Linked DNA regions of Mus musculus: region 2 is linked to region 1. A link is a contact called in public promoter capture Hi-C data. All regions are on one chromosome and are shown on one strand. Each heading gives the region's core, a stretch centred on a gene start, on an enhancer-like site or on the middle of the called end of the contact. The rest is flanking DNA. Distances are from core to core; before and after follow the strand shown. Region 1 holds the start of Nudt19 (nudix (nucleoside diphosphate linked moiety X)-type motif 19). Region 2 has its middle 18 kb from the start of Plekhf1.

The links. Promoter capture Hi-C pulls out the DNA fragments that hold promoters and counts their contacts.
Region 2: a contact with region 1 is called in a promoter capture Hi-C map of liver, with 3 times the contacts expected there. The contact joins the enhancer-like site here to the promoter of Nudt19 in region 1. A contact is called at or near these places in 4 of 39 promoter capture datasets (cranial neural crest, hippocampal neurons and liver) and 2 of 115 datasets of contacts at active chromatin or transcription factors (astrocytes and embryonic forebrain).

What each region holds. Positions count from the first base shown.
Region 1 is chr7:35,551,613-35,559,177 of GRCm38.p6, forward strand. Nudt19 (nudix (nucleoside diphosphate linked moiety X)-type motif 19) reads right to left here and starts at 4,316. Exons shown (of 3, transcript NM_033080.2): 1 at 3,542-4,316; 2 at 1-49. The coding sequence starts at 4,192.
Region 2 is chr7:38,206,376-38,213,940 of GRCm38.p6, forward strand. No RefSeq gene overlaps it. Among named protein-coding and RNA genes, the nearest start is that of Plekhf1, 18 kb to the right of the region's middle. Within about 2 kb of position 2,761, at least 22 of the 459 cell types and tissues checked have an H3K27ac peak or open chromatin away from gene starts, as enhancers often do. A contact at or near this core is called in liver, where this site is marked.

The sequences.
Region 1 (7,565 bases), core at 3,066-5,565:
AGATTTCTTTTGATAGGAAACATTCAGTTGCCTCTGATGGGGACAACCACTGTAAGAGACAAAGGGAGAAGCTTTGTAAGATGTATTGAGTCACCAGTCAGATCTGTGGTCGTTAGATGGGGATACAAGATCGATTTGATGTGAAAAACATTAACTTATCCAAAGGCCTTGCTAGAGCTCTCCGAGACAGCATAACTTTCAGAGGCCCAGACACTGCCATGTACCAATCGCCCTGCTTAGTCAGGAGGCTGAAGCAGGAAAATTGCTTGAGTCCAGGAGTTGAAGTCCTGCCTGGGTAAGATAATGAGGTCCTGTCTCAGAAAGAAAGAACCGGAGGCTAGAGAACTGCCTCAGTGGTTAAAAGCAGTTGCAGCTCTTCCAGAGGGCCAGAGTTGGGTCCCTAGCATCTACACAGGACAGCTCACAACCATCCATAACTCAAGTTCTAGGGGATCCAATGCTCTCTTCTGGTCAGCTGCATGCGTGTTAAACAAAAATAATCAATAACAACCAAATAATAAGTATAAATAACAACACTTAACAACAATAAAATGCCAATTAAAATATTAATAATTAGTAAATAAAATTCAAAAATCCTTTCAGTCACAAGAGCTAAACCCACACGTTACACAGCAACTCAATAAAATCTAATTTTTTTTTGGTTTTGTTTTGTTTTGTTTTTTCGAGACAGGGCTTCTCTGTGTAGTCCTGGCTGTCCTGGAACTCACTCTGTAGACCAGGCTGGCCTTGAACTCAGAAATCCGCCTGCCTCTACCTCCCAAGTGTTGGGATTAAAGGCCTGCGCCACCACTGCCTGGCAATAAAAATCTATTTTCAGACACCAAAAATGCCTAACTATAAGTAAGTAAATAAATATATAATAGAATGAAGTGAGCCCACCTATCTGCTTAAAGTCAATCCCAGTCCAAGAGCACTGGGGGAGACTAAGTAGCATCCAGGAGTCTTACTGACTAGAGCAGACTGGAGCAGACTGGGGCAGACTGGAGCAGACTGGGGCAGACTGGAGCAGAACTTGGAAGGCTCACTTAGTATCTGGTGAGCATGTGCCGAGAAGTTCTACCCAGAACTGAACTCCACAGCTCTACTGACTACTTACCTGGGCCTGATGACGCCCAGGGAAAGAGCAACTACCTGGGAGGTTGCTGACTAAATTCTTCATGCTCACCTGGATCCAAGACGTTTTCTAGTTTTCCCCAGCAGTATATTCCTGACAGAGGGAAAGCCTTTTTTGAATGTAAGGAGCTTTTCCACTCAAGTGAGCAGGAATAGAACCACAGAATAGAACGTCAGGGAAATGAGCCCCAAGGATGAATGCTACTGTGGACCCACTTGCAAACCATTTTAAACACACCTCAAAAGGGTAAAGTCCATCTCTAATAACTTAACTGCCTTCCGGGGAGAGTGCAACACTAGTTAAGAGAATAGAACAAAACCCTGCATCCAGCGACCTAAAAACAATGCTAACATGCACTCAAAAACTTCAGAGCATGCTGACGTCAAGCGCAGGGAAATGCAGTCCATAACTAAAATGCATGCACATGCATAAAATAAAATCGTTTGTTAAAAAGACAAATTTAGGGCTGGAGAGGTGGCTCAGTGGTAAAGAGCACTGACTGCTCTTTCTAAGGTCCTGAGTTCAAACCCCAGAAACCACATGGTGGCTCACAACCATCTGTAGTGGGATCCGATGGCCTCTTCTGGTGTGTCTGAAGACAGCTACAGCAAGAGTACTCATATACATAAAATAAATAAATAAATCTTTTAAAAAATGATGAAGTTAAAAACAGGGTCAAAGAGAAGCTCAAGGACAATTTTTACTACAGTTTAAGAGCACAAAGCTATAGATCTCAGCAGGTGCTAGCAGAAGGGAGATGGGGTGGATAGAGAGAGAGAGAGCTATGCTTTAAGTGGTCACCTGGTGGACGGGGTTAGCAGAGTAGCTTTAGAGAATGTCTGGGCAAGCACACCCAGGCTTTGGACAGTACTTCAAGGAAAGGATGAAAAAGGCATTTGTGAGTGACTCAAGAGAAGCAGGCAGGTCTGCATCCTCCATCACAGAAGCTCTGTAAGTATCTGTACCAAGAGGCCCCTGAGAGGAAGTCTAGGTTATGGCAAACTGACAAACTCCTGTTCTCAGCAGTTCCATTGGTCCAAAGATGTAAAGGAACTATCAACATAATAAAATAAAAAGGAAAAAAATTCAAAAAAAAATTAAATTAAAAAAAAAAGGAAAAAATTCGCTTTATAGTTAGTTACTTTTTATTCATGTATTTTTGCCTGCTTAGAAATCTGTACACCAGATGAGGGCCAGAAGGGGGCGTCAGATCCTCTAGTACTGAGGTTACAGGCAGCTATAATGCTTCCAGAAATACTATTTACAGTTGATATTTCATTTAAAAAAAAAAAAAGCAAACTTAAACAATTGAGCTGGGTGTGGCAGCACACGCCTTTAATCATAGCATTTAGGAGACGGAGGCAGTCAGAACTCTGAGTTCAAGGTCAGCATGGTCTACAGAGTCAGTTCCAGGACAGCCAGGGCTACAGAGAGAAACCCTGTCTCAAAAAAACACAATCAAATATTAAAAAGCAAAAAAACAGCCATTGAGTTTACTCAATTGGAATACTGAGAGGAAAAGGTTGAAATGAGTGAACGAGGCATCCAGGTCCAGTGGGAGGCCAAGCTGTCCAACATATGTGTAACTGCAGGTACAAGAAACAGGGAGTGGCGCGAGAGACTGGCTCAACTGAGATCTGGAGAGGAAGCATCCCGCAGAAGGCCTGAGTTCAGTGCCCAGCACCCATTCAAGGTAGCTCACAACCTTCCTCAACTCCTGCTCCAGGTGATTAGACACTTCTGGCATCAATGGGCACCTGCACTCACGTGCATATACTCTCACACCAGAACACAACTTAAAATAAGTCATTTTGTTTATTTTACAAAAAGGAAAATAACGGGCAGTTGAAAACATTTTTTTGCATAAATAAAAGATGAACTTGAAGCGGTGGCACACTCAAGACCTCGGGTCCTAGGCCTGAAGCCTAACTAACTGTGCCTGGTGCATTGCAAGTGACACGAAAAAGAAAGGGAGGGAGGGATGGAGGGAGACAGACAGACCAACTCGCGCGCGCGCACACACACACACACACACACACACACACACCTACCACGCGTGCGCATGCAGAGAGAGAAAGGGGTTAGAAAAAGGAGAAAGATGGAAAGGGAAAGGAGAGAGAAAGCGAAAGACGAAGGAAACGGGAACAGAGAAACAGGAAGAGATGAAGAAGGAAGAAGAAAGTTAATGACTGAAATCCTATAATGTGTTCTAGAAACCCGAATGAAAACGATTTAGGGCATGAAGTGAATTGGGAAGTGTCCAGAACAGGCAGTTGGGAGCATTGCCGCGCCCCCGCTTAGGGTGAGAGTTGAGTCCTTGAGAGCCTAAAGCAAGGTCACGCACGTGCGCCTTTGGTCTGGGGTAAGGCTCAGCGCATCCCGGGGGGCGGGTCCCGCGACCCCTACCTGGTAGCCCACCACCTCGGCCACGTCGGGCTCCACGCGCGGAATGTCGCGCAGGCAGCACAGGAAGAAGGTGGTGTCGAAACGGCGGATGGTTCGCCCATACGGGGTGAGCCATCCGCCCCAGTCGTGCAGCGCCCAGATGTCAGGCGTGCAGTCTAGGTGCGCACACAGCTGGAGGAAGCAGCGCGGGTCACTGCGCACGCGCGAGCGCCATTCGGCCAGGCCGGCCGGAGGCGACAGCGCCTGACTGGGCTCCTGAGAAGCTGGAGCCGCGTCCCGCGGCCGCAGGAGCAGCACCCCCGCCTCCTCGAAGGCTTCGCGGATGGCACAGATGCGCAGCGCTACGTCATCGGGCAGCGCCGCGGGGTCCGCGTCGCCGTGGGACAGCCCGGGGAAGGGGGGTTGCCGAGGGGGCTCCGGGCCTAGGCCGAAGCGCGGCGGCGTGTGCCGAGGCGCGAACAGACGCACCCAGTCGGGTGAGCTGTCGGCCGCGTCCAGCACGCCGCCCGGGAAGACGTGCGCGCCGGGCAAGAAGCGCTGGTTTTGTGCTCGCTGGAGAAGCAGCAGCCGGAAGCCGGCCGGGCTCGAGTGGGTCCAGCCTGCTGCCAACATCACGGTGGCTGCCCGCCGCCAGCTGCTCGAGCTGCTCATGGCCGGCGTCCTTCAGATCCCCCTTAGGAAGTGGCCGGGTCGTAGAGTGGTGTCCAGAAGCCCTATAAATGTTGAGGGCCTGAAAAATCCGGCCTGGCGGCTTCCGGAGGTTTACTTGTGGGAGGAGCGTGATTCCCGCGCCAGAGCACCTCCTCGAATGCCCTGCGCTTCAGTCAGGGTCATTCTCGCCCTGTCACAGCCCTGTCACAGCTGCTGCAGTCACCAGCCAGCCTCTGGGAGCACGGGTGCCAGTGTGGAGTGGAAAATAATTTCTAGTTGTGAACCTTTCCCACTAAACGCAAACGACTAGGACTTTGTCCCCTACGCTGGCCTGTTGCCTGTATAGGAGGTTCCAAGGTGTCTGGAGCTCTCTTGAACCATGCTAATAAACGAATGGGTGGATCAGATGCCAAGTTAGACTAACTACTCTGTAGTTTGAATGTCTTTGGCTAGTCCCTGTCCCTTGGGGTAGTCTGTCTTAAGTTGTAGATGTTGTTATTGCCTGAGCACCTGAGGATCAGGGAAAATTATCTTAGTGTGATTAGTTCTCTTTCTACGTGGGAGATGTTTAATCCTAGACTAGCAATGCTTCCCCCTCCTCTCCAACCTTTTTTCCTTTTTTCTTTTTCTTTTTGTTTTTGTTTCTTGTTTTGTTTTGTTTTGTTTTTAGACAGGGTTTCTCTGTGTAGCCCTGGCCGCCCTGGAACTCACTCTGTAGACCAGGCTGGCCTCGAATTCAGAAATCTGCCTCCCAAGTGCAGGGATCAAAGACATGCGCCACCACTGCCTGGCTTCCTCTCCAACTTTTAAGTGGCTGGAGGACTTGCACTTCTATTTTGTTTTTTGGAAACAGCTTGTTTCTGTCTCCCTTTTTGCAGCTCTCTCTCAGTCACCAACTCTTGTAAATCCCATCCTAACTGATCACATATTTTTAGGGTTTCGGATGAGTTAGGCTGTATTCTTGGGGCTATAGAGATGTTTTTTGTTAGTTTTGAGAAAGTATTATTATGTAGTCTTGCTTTTTTGGGAACTTGCTATGTAGACGACCAGGCTAGCCTTGAACTCACAGAGATCTATCTGCTTGTCTCTGCCTCCCCAAGTCTAGGACTAATAAAGGTGTGTGCCAGCCTCATCATTTTGCAGTTGACTTTGGTTATTTTTAATGTTAACCTGTCTAAAGATGGAGCTGTCTGTGTACTTACTGCATCTCCAGAAACAGAAAATGGGGCCACAGGTTGAGAAGTATCTGCCCTTAGTAAGATAACCTGCCGCCGCCGTCTATCTGTGAGCCAACAGACTACCCTTGTCTAAACTGATGCTCTTGGCACTGACACGGGAAATTTGAGCTGAAATTTATTCTAAATCTATTATAGAGCCCAGGTGTCATTATGGGAACTTTTTTTTTTACACTTATTACTTACTTATGCAAGTGCCATTGAATGCATGTGGCGCCCAGAAGACAATGTATGTCCTGGGTCATCAGGTTTAGCTGCAAGTGCCATTACCTGCCTCCTGCCCCTTCCCCCAGCCATCTCACCAGCCCCCTACATTAAAAAAAAAAAATCCTCTTTCCTCCAAGTGGTAACAGGATGATTCCCGTGTCTTTAAAGGACATACTGACAACTGTACAGTGACTCAGATGTGTGGGCCTGGCCTGGAGGCTATAGAATGTACTAGGCAAGAAACAAAAGCTTCAATGAAAAGAATGGTAATAGAATAGGAAAAGGGGACTGGTTTAAAGTGCATTTGGGAAATAGACAACACAATGTGGTACTTGACTGACTATGCAGAGCAATGGATAGGAAGGAGTTAAGTTCTGACTTAAGAGGCTGGTGACCTTCCCAGAGTGATAATATTATGTGTGAGACACTGCAAGCTTTGTCAGTATACTTGTGTAATACTTGCCAACGCCAATAAGGTTAAAAAGTTACTACTACAGATGCCTAACCTGTTACACAAGAGATTAAACTTTTTCAGGAAGGGCACATTCACTAAAATGGCTCTGTGGTTTTGTGACCCTTAGTGTTTGGTTTGATAGCAGCAGTCTTGTTCCCAGATTCTGGCCACTCTAGAACAAATCAACCAAGGCCTGGAGTACAAAGCGAAGCAGCAGACGTGGTGCTCATGCATTTATTTTTGTAGTGCTAGAGGGTCATAACCACACCTTTGGCTGTGCTAGGCAAATATCGCACCTCTATACGGCATTACTGTGGTAATGCCTGTGGTTTTCTGAGACAGTGCCTGACGGTGTAGGCCAAGACGGCCTCATGCATCTGATTGTTCAAAATCAGCCTATGGAGTCCTAATGTGCATCTGCACAGTCAGAAAGAAGCTGGGTTTTTCATTTATTTGTGTGTGTATGTGTGTGTGTATTCGAGTGTTTGAATTGCACAGAAGTCCATGTGCCTTCAGAGGCTAAAAGAGGTGTCTGATACCCATGGACCTGAAGTCACAGGAAATTATGAGCTGCCAAAGTAGGCTCTAGGAACTGAACTCAGGTCCTCTGTAAAAGCAACAAGCACTCTTGACCACAAGCCATTGCTCCAACCCAGAAACTGAATCTTAACCATCTCCAAAGCCAGCTCACCACCATCGCTGTCTGCTCCGTAGGCTTTGTAGTGACGCATTACCATCTTCATGAAACCAGAGATGAAATCGCGTTCTGGATTGTAGCCAAGAATCCAAACAGAAGCAAGGAATTGAACCTCAGCATCAAGAGAGATACAAATACAGAGCTAAGCTTCCAAGCTCAGGGAACTAATCATGTACTAACTACTCCAAACCATCGTGACTTAAAACAATAAGCATTTGTTATCCCTTCTGTGGATAAAGAATTTGGGAAAATTTGGTTGAGTGGCTTTGACTCCGTGTCTCCCCTATGAGACTTGGGTTAGCATGTCATCCAGGGCCTGACTGGGCTCAATAGATCCCGTTCCTTAATGAGTCACATGACTGAATTACCACATGGGGCTTTTCCATTTGGCAGCCTGGCTATCAGAGATTTGTTGGCTCTGGTGTCTCTACAGAAGTTACACTCTGTAGAGGAGTGGTTCTGATCCTTTGATTTAATTGGGGTATCTGTGCTTACTGTGTTTGCTGAAGGTCCTTGCCCTCAATTGGTTTTTGATCTATCAACAAAGATGCCACTGGCCAATGACTGGGTGGAAAGAAATAGACAAGACTTTTAGGTTTCTACAGGCTAGGAGAGAGGAGGGGGCAGAGGAGGAGAATTGAGCTACGTGGGGGAAAGAGTAGGAACAGACTTGGAGCTGCAGGGGAACTTTTCCAAAATGTAGGCGGAAAGGGAAAACAGCCTATGGAAAGACGGCCTGAAAGTGTCTTGGGTAGCAAGAAGGTAACTGGGCAACTGAGC
Region 2 (7,565 bases), core at 1,511-4,010, 2.7 Mb after region 1:
GTGAGAGGACTCCTAAGGGACATTTCCAGGGCTCACTGTCCCTGGCCTGTCTCTTTCAATCCATAGTCCTACAGTTAAGTCTAGAAGTGCCACATGGAGACCACCACTCCATGTGCAATTGGCAAGGGTGTTTTTATTTTGCGAAAGCAAGAAGTCTGCATGCAGGAGTCGGCCACTTAAAAAAAAAATGACAATGACCCCAGACAAAGACGCACAGGCCTTTTTATAGGGAACTAGAGGAATTTTAGCTACGGTTAGGCATTCTAAAACTTCATGGGTGGGTGCTAGGGATGTCACATGGGTCAGTTTCTGATTGGCTTGTGTCCAGGTGGTCAGTGAACTGCATTCTTCTGTCATGATTGTTTAACCACAGGATGAGATACCCAAACCATATACGGCTGCCCAGCCTTGAATCCATGCTTTCTATCTACATCCAAGCCAAGCCAGAGTTGCACACAGTACATCTGCTCCTTCCTGAACCAAGGCTGAGTTACCACCTTCAGGTGACCACATACAATACCCTTGGTGTCACTGGTGTCCCAGCACAGATAGCCCATCCTGAGATAAGATTATTTCTGCATCCTTGTGGTTATCTGTAGGCTGTTCTTTGGATGGGGGATTTTGTGGCTTTGTTCCCGGAATTTATGGTCTGTTCCTGGAGCTGGTGACTTATGGCCGAGTTCCTGGGACTGATGACTTTGGGGGTTTTATGGTCAGTTCTTGGAGAGGATGACTTTCCTTTTGAAGTCAGGCCTGGCCCTAAAATGGGGTTTATGTTGTCCCCCAGTAGCCATCTTACTGAAGACCCCATCTCTGGCCTCCATGTTACTAAACCTGGGCTAGATCTCGACTTCATCTTCCTTGGCCCAGATGCACGTTGATGCTGCTGTCATTTCCTGGCTTCTGGACACTTGCTCTGCTTCTTTTCCCCCAAGATGGGGTCTAATGGCCTGGGATGCCCTGCAACTTGCTATGTAGACCAGGCTGGCCTTGAACTCACAGAGGTCTACTTATCTCTGCCTCCCTAGTGCTGGGATTGAAGTTCATATGCCACCACACCTGGCCCCTCTCTCTGCTTCTTGCCTGTGGTTCAGAATTTGAGTTCTCATAGCTATTCCAGTTGCCGTGACTGCCACTTGCCCACCATGACAGCCTCTTAGCACTCTGGAACCAGAAGCCCTGATAAACTCTTTCTTTTGTAAGTTGACTTGGTCATGGTGTTTTATCAGAGCAACAGAAAGTAACTAAGACAAGGGCCCTGGAAGCATTTTCTGAGCAGATTTCAGTGGAGGGAGTGGTTGCTCATAGATTAAGTCAGAGGAAAGGTGGGGAATTCCACAAAAGGATTGTGGAAACCAAGCTCAGCTCCTTCCCCTTGCAACTGCAAGATAACCTTATGGTTATACCTGCCTCCGTTGTTCTTTGGTACATAGACTGGGCCAGGATAAGTCACGTGATGCAGAAGTTCCCACCTTCCCTGAAAAGCTTTAAGAGTAAGAGTTCCTTTTGTTTAGGGGACTTGAGGGGCTCTTCCCTTCAACCTCTCCATCTTGCTGTACATAGTGGCTCACTCCCCCATGCATGTGGCCACATCTCTCCTGATGCTTTCTCTGGTGCAGAGGCTCTCTCCTACAGTACACACTGAAGGGTAAAGCCATGCCAGCTCCTTTACTGGGAATCTGCCTGTTTATTTCTAACTACTCCACCTGAAACCACAGCTTCAGCATCTCCCTCCCTGTCTTGTTCTTTTCCCACAGTACTTAGCCTCTGTAAACATGGTACTGTACCTGCCTGACCCGGTTAGCTTCCTGTTGCCGTGATAAACACCATGACCGAAAGCAACTTGAGAAAGAAAGGGTTTATTGCAGGGTAGAACTTATAGTCCACCATGAAGAGGATCTAGGGGAGGAACCTTCAGGAGCTGAAGCAGAGGCCATGAAGGAGTTCTGCCTACTCGTTTGCTCTCCACGCCCACTCAGCTTGCTGTTTCATACAACGCAGACACACCTGCCTCAGATGATGCCACCCATGGTGGGTTGGGCCCTCTCATATCCATTGTTAATTAAGAAAATATTTCTTCCAGGCAGCAGTGGCTCATGCCTTTAATTCTAGCACTCAGGAGGCAGAGGAAGGCAGATCTTAGTGAGTTCGAGGCCAGCCTGGTCTACAGAGCAAGTTCCAGGACAGCCAAGGCTACACAGAGAAACCCATCTCACAAAGCAAGCAAACAAACAAACAACAACAAAAAAAAAAGAAAAAAAAGAAAAGAAAAGGAAGAAAGAAAGAGAAGAAAAGAAAAGAAAAGAAAAGAAAAAGAGAAAGAAAAGAAAAAGAAAATATTCCCACAGACATGCCCAAAGGCTAGTCTGATGAGGCAACTCTTCAAAGTTCCCTCTTTCCAGATGACCCAAGCTTGTGTTGAGCTGAGAAACATTAACAGGCACATTGCCTCTCTCCACCCAATGAAAACATCTGTATCCAGAGAACAAATGTTGAGATAATCTCTTCAATTTAATAAGTTATAAAAGCATACCGGCCGGGCTAAACTCATAGGGACAGTCATGTGCCTTACAAACATCACAGTCCCTCTTTGCAGGAAATCTTCTTGGCACTGTGGAAGATCCTGGAGATATAGAGTGTAGTGGATAGTGGAGGGGCAAAGGCAGAACTCTCCTGCTTTTCCCACAGGGCTCCCTAGAATGAAATGAAAAGAGACTGACACAGCGGTGACAGTCACAGAAGCTTAGTTACGCAAAGCCAGGTGGCCCAGAGGTCAGGAGTTGGGAATGTGAAAATCTGGGTCTGTGGGAATGACATCAGGTGATAGTTAGTGATCAGCTTCCTCTAGAAACTGAATGAACCTCGGGAGAAGAACCAAGCCAGATGAACTCTGTGTGTGTGTGTGTGTGTGTGTGTGTGTGTGTGTGTGTGTGTGTGTGTGTGTGTATAGCTTGGGAATGGCTTAAAGGCCTTTCTCTAGCTGAGATAGCATGCTAGGACACTTCACACAGTATCTATCGCTCTCCAAAGGCCATTACTTTAGAATGATCACCAGGATACATAGTTGTTTGGGGTTCAATTCCCTGGATTCCTTCCATAGCAGACTTCTAACTTGTGTGTCCTGTTCCTCTCCCTTCACCAGTGAGGCCCAGGAGGGAGCTTTGCCTGTTTAGTTAACAGCTGAAGCTCCAGTTCTATCTCAGCAGATGTTTGTTGAATGAATAAACAAAAGATGGGACAGCCAGGAGGTGATTTGATCCCTTTTCCCATTGCTTAAGTGCCCCACAAACATTCACTGTCCCTTAGGAGGCAGGCCTGGCCCCAGCATGACCTTGGGCTCAGATAGACACTCATGAGGGAGAAACAGTTTCCTCCCAGTGAGGGAGGGAAGGCAGATTATCAAAAAACAGGATCTGAGGCCAGATTCCACATGTAACCAGAATGGCCACTGGGCAAAGGAGCGTAATACTGTGTCCTGGTTCCGGTGAGAAATGCCCTCACTAGGCTCAGGCATCTGAACAAGTCCCCAGTTGGTGGTTCTGTTTGGAGAGGTTTAGGAGGTGTGGCCTTGCTTGGAGGCCCGTGTGTCACTGGGGGGTGGGGTGGGGGTGGGCTTTGAGAGTTTGTCGCTTCATTCTGCTTCCTGCTTTTGGTCCTCTCAGCTTCCTGTTCCTGGCTTCACGCCTGCTGCTCGCTCCTGTGCCTCCGTCGCGCGATGGACACTCACTTTCCCGCATAAGTGGGAATGTATATGTCTTTAATTCCAGCCCTCAGGAGGAAGAAGTAGGTGGCTCTCTGTGAATCTGAGTCAGCCTGGTCTCCAGCGTGAGTTCCAGAGCAGCCAAGGTTCTAGGCTGAGACCCTGTCTCAAAAAGTTAGCTTGGGGTTACAGAGATAACTCTGTGGCTAAGAGTGCACATTAGTGGGGTGTGGTGGCCCGTGCATTTTATCTCAGCACCTGGAAGACAGAGGCAAGAAGATCTTTGAAAATTCAAGGCCTGCCCAGGCTACATTGTGAGTTCTAGGCCAGCCAGGGCTACCTAGTGAGACCCTGTTTCAAAAAAAAAAAAAAAAAAAAAGGTACATATTTGCAGAGGACCTGAGTTCGGTTCCTAGTATCCACGCCAGGCAGCTCAGAACTGCCTGTATCCAAGGTTCAGAGGATCTGATGCCCTCTTCCGGCCTCTGAACCATATACCCCTCACTTCACAATTAAAAACAACAACAACAAATAAATCATTACAAAGATGTATGTGCTTCACTAGGGGGAGGGGAGAAATTAAGCCTAATGGTTCAAACTTGGAATCCCAGCTCTTCAGGAGGCTGAGATAAGAGGAAAAGTCTGATGCTTCCCCATGAAATTGAGCGATTTCCTGTCTCAAGGTAAAGTGACGAGAGGGTTGGGGCGTAGCTGAGTGGTACTGTGTTCGCTTGCCTCACCGTGTATGACTCTAGGTTCCATCTCCAGCACTGCAAAAAGAACAGCGACAAAGAACAACTCCCAAGCCAGGTGTGGTGGTATAAACACATCGTTCCAGCCACCCAGGACAACGAGGCAGGAAGATGACAGGGCCTGTGTAGTCAGTCCCAGGCTAGCCGGGACAACTGAGAGTGACCCAGCCTCCATCTCTCTGGGTCCCTCTGGGTCTCTCTTGGTCTTTCTTGCTCTCTCTCTCTCTCTGTCTCTCTCTCTCTCTCTCTCTCTCTCTCACACACACACACACACACACACAAAAGGAAGGAGGCTAGGGGCACAGCTCAATGGTAGAGAGTTGGTCTAACATGGGCCTAGTACGACCAAAAAATAAACTTTGCAAGGAGGGGAGAGAAAAGATGGAGGTGGGGGGAGGGAGGAATGGGGACTAATAGGATGGACCGACCCTGCTCTGTCCTGTATCAGCCCCCCTGCTAATCCTCCCCAGCACATGTTTGGAGACACAGATTTCCCCTCCTGCTCCATTGTGGAATCAATGTGCACAAGTGTAGGAAGGCTCAGGCTGCTGAGACTCAGTGGGTCTGTCCCGAGACAGGTCTTCCTGCGCAGTTATTTTTCTATGTTGAGGGGGATGGGAGGCCTTTGTATCCCCAAATCAAGTTGTATCCGAATTGTTTCTTTCTGGGCTGTGACTCATGGTAATTGGCTCGGGAGGTACAGAGACTATGGCTTTGTAAGTTGGATAAAGAAATCACTGTTCCCCTTGTGGTTTTGGACGCCCTGTTATCCGTCCATCTGCCTTGAGCTATTCATTGTCTGATGGGCTTCTTTTTCAACAGAAGTCTGCACAGGACTGGAGAGATGGCTCAGTGGTTAAGAACGCTGGCTGCTCTTCTAGAGGACTCAGGTTTAACTCCCAGCACCCACACGGCAGCTCGTAATTGGTTGTAACTCCAGTTCCAGGGGATGTGATGCCCTCTTCTGGCCTCCATGGGCATCAGGTAAGCAAGTGTTACATACATGCAGGCAAAACATACACAGAAGAGCGAGGGGGTAATGGGTGTATCTGGACCCCAAGATAACCCAGCGCACTTGCTTTTCTTGAATCTTCTGAGAGTCACAGTGACACCTGCTGATGTGACCTCAGGATTATGTTCCCTGACACTGGGAACCCTGCTCTGTAGGAAAGTGAGGTTGACTCTTGCAGACTGAAGATTTCTCTGGTTAGAACCTAAGTCAGGTGGCTGCTTCTAGAGCCAGGGTATGGGTGAGGTCATCCACGATAAACCTCAAGGCTCAGGGGCAGAAAGAGGGGCTCTCAGGGGTGATCTTCCGAAGGCCGATGCTCACAGGAGCCTCTGTCCTGTTCTACACTCTCAGTCCCAGCTGAGATGGGCAGGGACTGCGAGCAGGGGACATTTCCATGTAAGAGTGTGAAGTGGGCAAGAGGAAGCCTCACACTGGTCCCTCAAGTGTAACCTGTACCCTTCAGGCCCTGGCAAGGGCCTTGTCAGCAGTCCAAGGGCAATGGAGGACAGGGCTCCTACACAGCTGCCTTCCCTGAGAACTCTGGAGAACTGGCCTCCCTCCTGCTCTGAATCTCACTCTTTCACTGGACTGGCTCAGGAGAGACCCAGGAACTCCCCCAGGCCAGCAAGAGGGTGACTGGCTCTTGGTGAGCTGGAAAAGGTCAAAGGCTTTGCTTCTTGGGAGTGGGAGTGGGGGCCCCCAGAAGGCTTTGCTGCTGTTCGGATTCCAGAGTCAGACATTTGACTGTGCTCAAGATTTTGGTGATTTGCAAGCTGCTTGAAGTTTCCATGGGTTTCCACAGCCAGGTAATTCTGTGGCTCTGTGTGTGTGTGTGTGTGTGTGTGTGTGTGTGTGTGTGTGTGTGTGTGTGTGTGTGTCACTGGCTCGGATGCCAGCTTCACCTCCCTGCCAGCTTGGGAGCCACACTGTGCAGGAAGGACACTCTGGGAAGCTTGCTCTTTGGAACCAGACACTCTCCAGACTCTCCATGACGTGCCAATGATTGAAATTTCCCCTTGTTTTTTTTTTTTTTTTTTTTTTTTTTTTTTTTTTTTTTTTTTTTTTTTTGCACAGAACTGTCTGGCTCTGTTTGTGGTCGGCCCCTGCCATCCCCCACCTCCAGCCAGTGCTGCCTTTCTGTTGTGAGCTTGGAGCACTTGGCTCAGGTTGGCCTGGGAGACTAAAGTGGGAGAGAGCAGGAGACAGGAAAGGCTTGGTAAGACAGAAGACAGTGCTGGTCTCAGCTGATTCTCTTTTGATCCTTCTGATCCAAGTGTCAGGTAGGGCTTGGGTGTCTGCTCCCTAGGCCTTGGCTTCCTAACCTTAAAGATGCAGGGTGAAGCGAGGCCTCAGAGTCACTGGGATATTCCTTCCTTCCTGGGCAAGAGCTCCCTGGAGAGGCTGGGGGACTCAAGTGGAGAAATGTGTGTGCGTGTGTGTGGGGTGGATTCTGACAGGATGCCTGCCTAGAATCCACCAGTGAGTGAGTGACTGAGGGTGGTGTCAGTTTGAAAACCTTACTTAGAGTTTAGCAGTGAAAGGTTTGGGGGCGTGGCTCAGCAGTACAGCTTGCCTTCAATCCATCATCAAGGGACTAGTGTCAGGACTTGGTGAAGGACCTTGCCTAGAATCTAGCAGTGAGGAGCTGAGGGATGGCTTAGCAGCAGACCATTTGCCTAGAGTGAGGGCTAGGGTCCATGGGTCAGTGGTAGAATGCTTGCTTAAAATCCACTAGTGAGGGGGTTGGAGGTGTGGCTCAATGGTAGAGCACCTGCCTAGAAACCTCAGTGAGGGGCTGGGGGTGTGGCTCAGCAGCAGAGCCCCTGCCTAGAATCCCACAGTGAGGGGCTGGGGTGTGGCTCAGCAGCAGAGTCCTTGCCTAGAAACCTCCAGTGAGGGTCCCGGAGGTAAGCTAGCATGCAAGAGGCCTTAAGTTCAGTCCCCACAACTGAAGATCTCCTAGCACCTGTCTAATTATTTCTTTCATGATAAACCAAGGTCAGATGCTGCAAGACAGTTTGGGAGCAGGAAGGCAGACACATAAGCAAGTCTAGAGGTCAGGGCTGCAGCTGAGAGGGATATGGAGTGTGTACATACAGAG